Regions from separate parts of the Sus scrofa genome. Here region 1 is linked to region 2. The links are chromatin contacts, called in public Hi-C maps. All regions are on one chromosome and are shown on one strand. The core of a region is the stretch at or near the end of the contact, and the rest is flanking DNA. Distances in the headings are between cores, read along the strand shown. Region 1 holds the start of CD200 (OX-2 membrane glycoprotein). Region 2 overlaps LOC102163705 (a long non-coding RNA gene).

Region 1 (5,433 bases), core at 2,408-4,907, 40 kb before region 2:
CATTATAAATCAACTATACCTTAATTTTTAAAAAAGATTAAGAAAAGGAATTGTAAAGTGAAAACTACAAAACATGACTGAAATAAATTAAAGAAGATAAAACAAATGGAACAGCATTCCATGTTCATGAATTGGAAGATTTTATATTGTTAAAACACCAATTTTAAAATTCTTATGAGCAATCTGTAACTTTCAGAATTTTTTGCATCTTGCAAAAGTTTTCAAATTGATACGATTGTTTATAATATCTTGTTATTTTCTATTTATTTTATCAGTATTATTTCTAACCTTTTATTCTATATTGTTTCTTTTTATTTTCTATTTTTCTTTGTAAATCTTAGCATAGATTTGTTCAATAAATCTCTAGAAAAAGATCCTTTTATATTTATTCAATTTTTTCCTTTTTATTGATTTTTGCCTGTAATTTTATTATGTCCTTCTTATTTCACTGAGTTCACTATTTGCTTCTTTTGTCCAGCATTAGTATCTGATGTATCTACTTAAAGTGATAAATTAGCTCTGAGTGCTCCTTTAAATTTGTCCAAGAATTTTAAATGTTATTTTCCCCTTTTTTGCAAAATATTAAATTGTATAAGTACATTTCTTCTTGTCCAAATAAACTTTTTTTTCAGCTGCACCCATGGTGCATGGAAGTTCCAGGTCAGGGATCAAACCCATGCCGCCACAGAGACAATACCAGATCATTAACCCACTGCGCCACAGCAGGAACTTCTCCAAAGAATTTTTATTAGCAGTGTTTATACTCCATGATGGATAACAACAACAACAAAAGACAAAAAATAAAATAAAATAAAATAAAGTTTTGGAGTTCCCGTCGTGGCGCAGTGGTTAACGAATCCGATTAGGAACCATGAGGTTGCGGGTTCGGTCCCTGCCCTTGCTCAGTGGGTTAACGATCCGGCGTTGCCGTGAGCTGTGGTGTAGGTTGCAGACGCGGCTCGGATCCCACGTTGCTGTGGCTTTGGCGTAGGCCGGTGGCTACAGCTCCGATTCAACCCCTAGCCTGGGAACCTCCATATGCCGCGGGAGCGGCCCAAGAAATAGCAACAACAACAACAATAATGCCGAGGGAGCGGCCCAAGAAATAGCAACAACAATAACAACAACAACAAAAGACAAAAAAAAAATATATATATATACTCCATGATGGTAAGGATTTTTTTCTCCCCACTTTTGATCATCCTTCCATATCCCAAGTGGCTATCTTTGGGGTTTTTAACTTATTCATACATGTCATAATTACTAATATAACAGGACTTTTTCCACTTTTTTACCTTCATATTTCATATTGGTAACATTTTTCCCTTTTCTCCTATGCTGTCTTTCATTAAGTTAAATGTTCTTTGGTTAGTTGGAGTCATATTTTACATTATTCTTCTGATATTTTCCCCTTACTAATAACCTAAATTTTTTATGTCTATTTCTTAAACATATACATCTTGGCATGATTCTCACCTACTCTCATAATCTTACTACCCAGCCCCTTACCTAAAACCTTCCATGTAGTTTAGAATTGTTGAATTATTTTATTACAGAGATACAATTTGGGGGAATCTTGGCTTTTTTTAAGCAATTATAAATTTTGATATTATTTACCCTTTCTGTATCTCTTTCTATGGAGACTTCTCCTGGATGAATTTTTCTTTTTTCTAGAATACTCTTTTTGAAACTATTTTTAAGGAGAGTTTTGATGTAATAAATGTTCTGAGATTATGTGCTTAAGAAAATCTTTTTTTAATCCTATCATTTTATAATATTTTGCTTATAAAATTTAAGACAGAATATTTCAGTAGATTTTAAAATTGGTGTCCAGCGAAATATTATCTAAAAACTTGGGGGAGAAAAAGAATAGAGAAAGATTAAAAATAAAGTGATAGGAAAAGATAAAACTGGGAAAAACCAAAAAATAATAATCTAACAGAATGGTGTACATATGTTTAGGAAAAGCCAAGTAAAAGATTGTTTAGAAGTTCCCGTCGTGGCCCAGCGGGAACGAATCCAACTAGGAACCATGAGGTTGCGGCTTTGATCCCTGGCCTCACTCGGTGGGTTAAGGGTTAAGGATCCCGTGTGGCTGTGGCTGTGGCTTAGGCCAGCAGCTATAGCTTGGATTAGACCTCCTCATATGGGAACCTCCATATACCCATGGGTGCAGCCCTAAAAAGGAAAAAAAAAAAAAAAAAAAAAGATTGTTTATAGTGCCACTACAAAAAATAACCTCAAAATGGAAAACAAACAAATGTCTAGTAACGGTACAGTAAATAAATTGTAGCATTTAGAGTGGGATAGAATATAGCAGTGAGAATGAAAGAACTACAACCACATGCAACAACATGGATGAATTTTTAAATTCTATGGTTGAGTGAAAGAACCAAGACATAAATGAGGACATACCCTATGATATTAATATAAAGTTGACAAACAGGCAAGCCTAGTTGATAATATTAAAGGTAAGAGGGTGACTGGCCGGTGGTAGTGACAGGAAGGGTAGGCAAAGACAGCAGGACAGGCTCTGGAGAGATAAGAATGATTCAATTTTAATCTGCTTCTGGCAATGCAAGTATGTTTATGACAATTCATATTGCAGTACTTATGATCTATGCACTTTCCTCTATGAATAGTACATTTAATCAGAATATTTAAAGGGGTTTTATTTTTATATTTTATGGAATTTCCACAACATACAAAAATTCCGGGGCCGGGGATTGAATCCCGGCCATAGCTGCTTCAACAGCAGATCTTTAACCCACTGTGCCTGGGTTGGGGATGGAACCCTCACTGCCACAGAGACAACTGGATCCTTAACTTGCTATGCCACAGCAGGAACGCCTGAGGTATTTTTAAATATACCTTTGTAGCAATATTTATAAAAGACAAAGTAGAATTCAGAATTATTTTTCTTCAATATTTGAAAATGAACTCGTCTCCTTGCATCCATCACTACCTTGTGACATTTAAAGTCACTTTGATTCTTTTTCCTTGATGTCTCTACTTGTCATTTTTGAAATTTTCTGAATTTTTCTTTGATTTCCTTAATCTGATCTTAATTTTACCATAATATGTCTATAAACTGACTTTCTCTTATGTATCCTGTTTGCCACTCCATGAATCTTTTCAATATGTGTCTGTTTTTCTAGGGGGAAAAAAATCAGTCATTATTTTATTTACAGACTTGGGACTTGCAACCCCACGGATCCCTGAGTAAAAGCTCAGTCCCAGCTCTTTATCAGAGAGGTGGTGGCAGGAAAACAGAAAAGGCTTCAGGAATTGAACACTTCATTGACCTGTTTGTGCTTTTTTGTTTGTTTTAAGATCCGAGGACTCTGGAACTTGTCAGAAAAAGAAGAATCCTCATCCTCAATGCAAATGGAAGAAAAAGATTTTTCTCTCACAGGAAAGAAAAAACCCAGTCACATCCTGAAAGGAGAGCTCATTCCAACATTGATGGTTTAAATATATACTTTGTTTCTGAATAAAAGTAAATATACATTTATTTTGTAAAGTGTCTATCAGTTAAACTCAGCTTTAAAATATTTGCATTTTTCAGCAGTGGTGATCGGAGAAACTGTATAGTATTTCTCAAAAATCATTTCCTTACGTGCCCGCTCCACAACGCAGATTGCCATTCCTCCAAGCATAAACGCAGTGAAATAGTTCATGTCTTCCCACCTCTCCCCTTCTTTTTCTCTCTCTGTGTAATGAAAATGGTAACGTGCATATTTTTTCAAACACTTTTTCAGTCTCCCCAGTTGCCACTTCTGAGAAAATGCGGAATGTTCTGAAGATAGAAAAAAGATGTGTTATTTTATTTTATTGTCTACAACTCCGCCTTCTTTTGCATAAGGGGCGGGGCGTGGGGAAGGGGCTTGAGCCGGAGCAGTGAGGCAGCTCGGGGGAACTAGACCTGGGTAGCCTTGCTCCACCGAACTAGAGGAACGCTGCTAGGTCTGGCTTGCGATTCCTCCGGGCTTCTGGGTGAAGCTAGCCACCGCGCGCGGCCAGGAGCGACGATGGAGAGACTGGTGAGCCGGGCCAGGCGTGGGAAAGAGGGCGCCGGGTGGGCTACAACGCGCCGATGGCCCTGGGGCGGTGGCGGGCAGAGAGCGCCAGACTGCGGCTTTCCCTAGTCTGGTCTGGAGCTGGTATTTCTGCTAGCGCTTTCCTCTCGGCACTTAACCGCGTGGAGGGGCGGATTTTGCCTTCTGAAGTGGGGGCTTTCAGGCCATTCCTGGATTTTTGATTCTCTGTCCCTCGGCTCTGGAAAAGGGACGAGATGCTTCTCCGAAGATCACTGACATCCTCAGTGAGGAACTGGTTTGGGAGGCAGGTGCTGGTGGCGAGTATGGAAGGTGCTTGTATTGCTCGGTTTGGGCATTGAAAGCTAGGGTGAGGTTGCAGAATTTGGGGCTCACTTTCTCCAGGAGATCTCGCTCCCTCAGTGATGCTCCAGCCTCTTTCTCCATCCTCTAGGCCTTTGCCTTGGGAAGCCATAAAGGATGGGATAAATGAGGGTTAACACCCAGGGTATCCATGAAAGACAGACATTTTGTTTATTCAGGATCTGTGTACATGACAAAATGAAGGAAGGAGAGGATTTTCATTTACATAGGTATAAGTAATTTAAAAAACAATAAAAAATAAAATCTAAATATGAGGAATACCTCAAGGTAATTTCTTTTGTATACAGTTTATTGGTAAGACCACACAGCCAGTTATTTCGGTATCTTCCTTAACAAAGGAGAATGGTGGCCTTCGAGCTAGTGTTTACTGTGTGTTAGGTGCTCTTAATTTTCACAGCTATCCCTCAAAGGAGTAGCTATTACTTGATTTTACAAGTAAAGAAACAGGCAGAGAGGTTAATTTTTCCGAGTCCGTGTGACTATATGTGGCAGGAACAGGATTTCGATCTAGAAACTTTCAAGGAAAGAGGTATGTATAAGGGCAATGTAGCTGCCAGGTGGGCAACTATCAGGTAAGACCCTGGGCCTTTGAACCCTGGTCCTCTTGGCAGAGGCTGTAACTGGACTTCTCCATTTCCATTATTGTCTGATCTGGTCAATGAATTTTTTTTAAGCTACCTAATGCATATTGGCATTTACTATATCTTATGCCCTGTATTAAAGGCCCTAAATGCTTAATTCTCTTAGTAACCCGAAGAGATAGCAGCAACATTGGTTTAGTGCTTATTTGTATGTCACTGAGCTTTACACATACTATCACATTTAGTCTTTTTAACAGGGAGAAGGTTGGTACTATTATTTTTTTCTGTATCTCAGAGAGGTAAAATGATTTGTCCTAGCTTACACATCTAGTATTTGTGCTAGCCCGAAACATGTGTATATTTAATAGCAAGGCTTTCTTTCTGATTCCCTTTGCCTCAATCACCATGCTTCTATTTCTTAAACATTGCTG
Region 2 (6,301 bases), core at 2,526-5,025:
GACATCATGCCATTTGCAGCAACATGGATGGAACTAGAGAATCTCATACTGAGTGAAATGAGCCAGAAAGACAAAGACAAATACCATATGACATCACTTATAACTGGAATCTAATATCCAGCACAAATGAACATCTCCTCAGAAAAGAAAATCAATCATGGACTTGGAGAAGAGACTTGTGGTTGCCTGATGGGAGGGGGAGGGAGTGGGAGGGATCGGGAGCTTGGGCTTATCAGTCACAACGTAGAATAGATTTACAAGGAGATCCCGCTGAATAGCATTGAGAACTATGTCTAGATACTCATGTTGCAACAGAAGAAATGGTGGGGGAAAAACTGTAATTGTAATGTATACATGTAAGGATAACCTGACCCCCTTGCTGTACAGTGGGAAAATAAAATTAAAAAAAAAAAAAAAAAAAAAAAAAAAAAAAAGGTGGGGGAGAAGAAATTGAATGCGTGATCCAAACAAGGGAGTTATTTGCCCGGCTGTAAGGCTTCTCTGCGGACAGAACCACTATCTGATTCAGGCCTTAGCCAAGTAGTGTTCAGTCTGGAAAAGGAACAAATAAATCTATCTTCCTTCCTAAAAAAAAAAAAAAAAAAAAAAAAAAAAAAAAAAAAAAAAAAAAAAATAAAACTACTTCTGTCATAGTCATTGGTTATTTCAGTATGTACACAGATGATTCTTTCATTCCCTGGCCTCTTACCTTCCACTAGCCTAGCTCCCACCCTACTTCAGGCACTCACTCCTCTGACCATATCCTAATCTTTGTTATTACAAAACTACTACCCTTCATCATCTCCTCCTTACATGTCACACTTCCTGCTGCCATAAGACAACCTCTTATTTTTCCTGTTTTCTTCCTCAGGTACTCCAACTCCAGCTATCCTTTATCCGTAGTTTTCTTTATCCTTTACCTGTAGTTCTCAACAGAGAACTATTTTGAGCCTCTAATTTAATATGACTCATGACCTTATAAAAAGAATACCATGTGAAGAGACAGAGACACAGGAAGAACACCTTGTGGAGACGAAGGACCAGAGGGATGCGTCTGTAAGTGATGGAATGCCAAAGATAGCTAGCAAACCACCAGAAGCTAGGAAGAGAAAAGGCAAGAAAAGATTCTTCCCTACAGGTATCAGTGAGAGCATGGCCTTGCTGACACCTTGATTTTGGACTTCTAGCCTCCAGAACTGTGACAGAATAAGCATTTGTTTTGTGGCTTCTTGTTACAGCAGTTGTAGGAAGCTAGTACGCATTGTTTCATTGAACTTCATTCCATTCCATGCATTTGTTTGTTTTTATTGGCCAAACCTGTGGCATATGGAAATTCCCAAGCTAGGGATTAAACTGGAATTGCAGTTGCCAGCCTACACCACAGCCATAGCAGCACCAGATCCAAGTGGCCTCTGCTGTAACTGGCAGCAATGCTGGATCCTTAACCCACTGATCAAGGCCAGGGATTGAACATGAATTCTCATGGACACTATGTTGTGTTCTTAACCCATGGGGCTACAACAGGAACTCCTGACATAGCGGTACTCTTAAAAAGTGGCTTTCCCTGTAAACCTGAGCTGAATCTTCTTGGGAAGTGCTTTGTTTTAGTTTACTTCTTCCAAGTTTTAATTCCTGGACCAATGACTAATAACCAGAAATCTACAGCGTTGGTATCAAATCTCTGACTGAGGACTCTGAGCAAATAATGTTTAGCTACTACCGTGGGCCTGAAATAATGATTCTATTCTACTTAGTTAAGTAAATGACTTTGCAAACCTGAGACTGTACAAAAAATAAACACATAGATGATGAAAAACTAAATATGATACTATAAATTTTGCAAAAATTTCTTTTAATGCAAACATATCAAATTTAAAAATATCACTTTAGGAAGTCCCCAGTGTGGTCAGCAGTAAAGAGCTGGACTAGTATCCATGAGGATTCAGGTTCAATCCCTGGCCTTGCTCAGGTGGTCAAGGATCTGGCATTGCCATGAGCTGTGGTGTAGGTCACAGACATGGCTCAGATCTGGCATGACTGTGGCTGTGGTGTAGGCCAGCAGCCATAGCTCCCATTCGACCCCTAAGTCTGGGAACTTCTATATGCCACAGGTGTGGCCCTGAAAAGCAAAAAATAAAAACATCATTTTACTGCTTTGTATATGCTTTATATTAAAGATGTTTAAGAGATGCTAACATAGTAGACAAATGATTTTTACTGAAACATTTAGGGGATTTTACCCATTTATGTTTGCAGTCAATTTTCAATACTTAAGATAATCTGACTTATTAATTTATGAGTTTAGGTTTTAAGATGTTGAAATTCTCATGAGAATCATATGTAAATGTACAGCCTCCCTTGAACAATGCGGGAGTTAGGGGCGCTGACCCCCAAGCCCACCACTTTTTATCTGCCATTCTGTATCCATGAATTCAACCATACATAGTACTGTAGTATGTATTTACTGAAAAAAATCCATATGTAAGTGGATCTGTGCAGTTCAAGTATGGGTTGTTCAAGGATCAACTGTTTATGTTTTTATTATTATTTGATTTATAGTTGTATATGTGTTTAGAAAGGTTTTGTTTATGGGGTTTGTATGTCTTCTTTTTTAGCTGCTTATGATTCTTAAGGAAATCCATCATTTGACATGAGACTATGGTGGAAATATTTACAGGACTGTAAGTCACCAGGTCTGTAAAATGTCTTCAAATATATAGCAATGTCAAATTATTGGATTTATACATCCATTTGTTGAATTATATATGCTTAAAGTATAAAGTGTTGTTTACATGTAGTGTCTGAAGAACTATGCACGTTTTTTTGTAAATGAAAAGTGTACTAAGCTAACCTAACGTTAAAGCACACTTTGCTTAATTCTAACCTAAAAATTCTTAATTTACTAGATTTTTGCAATTGTACTTAATAGTTTAGGAAAAGCAAGTTTTTCAGTTTATAACTGTAGTAGATGGAACGTTAGTGGTAACACAGGCTACTGTAAGTATTGTTTTCTGCACACAAAGCCTCTATGAGAATTAAAAAAAAAAAAAAAAAAAAAAAAAAAAAGAAAGAAGGCCTGACTGATGTCAGCCTAGGATGGATCAAAAAAAAAGATCTTTTTGGATGAAAGTGACTCTGAGGCCAAACATAAGGAATCTAGAAGAGAGACAAACTAGAAGGAGCCTGAGCAGGAGAGAGAAAGGACAGTGTGCAGTAGAACATCAGAAAGAATGAATTAGGAATCCCTAGGAAGGTAGATGTCAAAAGCCCTTAAATGGAAAACTATGGAAAAGGCAGCTTAAAAAAAAAAAAAAAAAAACCCTCTTCCAAGTGCCTCCCACTTCCAAAGCACACACACATACTTGGTATAGTAAAAATGAATCTGAACAGCTTCTTCCAGAACTCTTTACCCTGAAGAGGTTTTGGTGGGCAGTGCCAGCTGGGAACAAGGCTTTGATTTGTTCTCTCTTCCCTCAGCAGAGCCTGTTGCCAACTTTGTGACTCAGGAAACAGAGGTCAATTGTTTCTTCCTCCCCTTCCCTCTCTCTTTCACCTAAATACACTTTCCTGGCAGGCAGCTTCCACGTCAGACTTCCCCACCCCTTGTAGTCAAAGGATCTCTGCGCTGAGATCAAAACCTGGGTGTGAATGGGAGGAAGCGGAAAGGAAAGCAAATCAGGAGAAAACAAGTTTGGATGGAATAAAATGTAAACCAGGTAGACCTCCACCCTGCTGCTGGCACTTCCCCAAACTCCTCCTGCCCTCCTCCTCTCCTACAGCGCGCCTTCGGCAGATTCACCAGGATTAAACCGGACAGAGCCTGGCTGCTGGCAGGCATCCGCTGGTTTTCAGATCAGGGTTTTTGTCTGTATTAGGTCTTTCCTTTATCTTAAATACATACGTTGTCTGTCTTGTCCACACCTATATTTCCAGTGTCCAGAAAAGTATCTTCACAGAAGAACCACTCTAAGAGCACGTGAGGACAACCTGAATGGAAAACAGGAAGTATGAGAATGACCTTTCAATGACTTCGTCAGCAATTTCCGCTTTAGTTCACCAAGGGGCAGAGGATCCCCTTGAGGTCTTGCTTTCAGTCTTCCATACAAATAAAGTCTTGCTATTGTTCTTAGGGGCTCAAAAGAGAGAAACAGGTAGGTTTCTGGAAAACTCATAAAGCAAAGACTTTCAGAGGCACACGTATGTTCGGTCCTTTTTTTCTCATACTGGTATCCTAGATCCTGCCCAACTCCACAGAATGAGAGACCAGAATATGAGTGTGCCAGGCTGGTATGCAAGGGCTTTGGATCGATGCTGTCTTTTCTGTTTACTAGCTCCGTGACCTCGAGCAACTCATTGATCTCTATATCTTTTTCCTTATAAGAAAAGGAATTAAAGATAATTCGTGACTCATAAGGTTGTGGTGAGGAACAACAAAGGTAATGTTTGCAAAGATTTAGTAAAGTTCCTCAGGAAGTCTGTTCTCAAATCTATGTTTACTGTGGTTTTTAACAATGATATTATTAGTTATCAAATGAAGGATGGTCTCGGCAGGTTTCCAGCCGCGTTTCCGATGACTGAAAGTTTCTATAAGCCGTTTCAGGCTCTACAAATGTTTAATGTTATTTTTTTAGTAGATTTGACTTTTTAGTTATTGTTTTTTTAATTTTTTTGATAGACTTTAGTTTTAGGTTCACTATAATATTGAGCAGAATGTATGAGTTTTCCCATGTACTCCTTGCCCGCCCCCCAGATACAGCCTCCCCAACTATCAACATCCTGCACCAGAGTGGAACACTCATAACCAAAGAACCCACACTGAAATATCATTATCACCCAAAATCTATACTATGCATTATGGTTCACTCTTGGTATTGTACATTCTATGGGTTTCAACAAATGTATAATGATATGTATCCACTATCATAGTATCATATAGAATAGTTTCACAACCTAAAATCATATGTACTCTGTCAGTTCATTCTTTCTCTCGCCCCAGCCACTGGAAATCACTGGTTCTTTATTCTCTTCATAGATTTTCTTTTTCTGGAATGTCATATTGTTGGAATCATACAGTATGTTGCTTTTGCATATTGATTTCTTTTACTTGGTAACATACATTTAAGTTTCTTCTGTCTTTTCATGGCTTGTAGCTCATTTCTTTCTAGCATTATATAATATTCCATTGTCTGGGTGGACTACAGTTTGTCTGGGTGGACCAGGGATCGAACCTGCGCCACAGCAGTGACCCAAACTGCTGCAGTGACAACGCCAGATCCTTAACGTACTGTGCCTCAAGAGAATTCCAAGAATATGCTTAGTTTTGCAAGGAACTGCCTGTCTTCCAAGAGTTTGCATCATGATGCAGCAGAAATGAACCTGACTAGGAACCACAGAGTTACAGGTTCAATCCCTGGCCTTGCTCAGTGGGTTAAGGATCTGGTGTTGCCATGAGCTGTGGTGTAGGTGGCAGACATGGCTTGGATTCTGCATGGCTATGGCTGTGGTGTAGGCAGGCAGCTGTAGCTCTGATTAGACCCCTAGCCTGGTAACATCCATATGCCACAGGTGTGGCCCTAAAAAAAAAGAGAAAGAAACTGCCTGTCTTCCAAAGTGGCTGTAGCATTTTATATTCGCATCAGAAGTGAATGAGAGTTCCTTGCTCTGTGTCCTTGCTGGCATTTTTTATTGCTGGGAGTGTTTAGATTCTGGCCATTTTAATAAGTGTATAGTGGTATCTCATTTTTTATACAGGTTCTTATTTGCCACCTGTGTATTTTTTCTTTGGTGAGTTGTCTGTCCAGGTCTTTGACCATTTAAAAAACAGGGTTGTTTAGAGCCTGTTGAGTTTTTAAGAGTTCTGTTTATATTTTGGGTAGCAATCCTTTAGCAGATACGCATTTGCAAATATTTTTATCAGTCTGCAGCTTATCTTCTCATTCTCTTGACTCTGTCCTAGGAGGCATAAGTTTTGTTTTTTTTTTTATTAAATGAAGACCAATTATTTCTTGGTGTATTATGTCTTTGGTGTTATATCTAAAAATCATCAGGTTTCCTCCAGGTTGCTGACATTTTTTGCCTATTTTGTCTTCCTGGGCTTTCATAGTTTTGCATTTTGTATTTAGGTTCAAGATCCATTTTGAGCTTAATTCTCTGAGGAGATAAAGTCTGTCTCTATTCTTTGCTCTATTGCATTGTCTTTGCTCTTTGTTGAAGATAAAGTTGACTATATTTATGGGGGTCTATTTTGGGGATCTCTATACTGTTCCATTGATATGTTTGTCTGTTCTTTCACCAATACCCC

What was found. Hi-C and Micro-C count contacts between places; a contact is called where the count stands out from the background.
Region 1: a contact with region 2 is called in a Hi-C map of liver, with 4 times the contacts expected there. The contact joins the promoter of CD200 here to the enhancer-like site in region 2. A contact is called at or near these places in 3 of 47 Hi-C or Micro-C datasets (epiblast stem cells, heart right ventricle and liver) and 1 of 2 datasets of contacts at active chromatin or transcription factors (skeletal muscle).

Annotation. Positions count from the first base shown.
Region 1 is chr13:147,484,042-147,489,474 of Sscrofa11.1, reverse strand. It overlaps CD200 (OX-2 membrane glycoprotein), which reads left to right and starts at 3,657. Exons shown (of 6, transcript XR_002337904.1): 1 at 3,657-4,043. LOC100517427 (OX-2 membrane glycoprotein-like) reads left to right here. Exons shown (of 6, transcript XM_003483321.4): 6 at 3,334-3,510.
Region 2 is chr13:147,443,240-147,449,540 of Sscrofa11.1, reverse strand. It overlaps LOC102163705 (a long non-coding RNA gene), which reads right to left. Exons shown (of 3, transcript XR_307178.3): 3 at 5,953-6,301. Among named protein-coding and RNA genes, the nearest start is that of CD200, 39 kb to the left of the region's middle. Within about 2 kb of position 3,775, at least 36 of the 83 cell types and tissues checked have an H3K27ac peak or open chromatin away from gene starts, as enhancers often do. A contact at or near this core is called in liver, where this site is marked.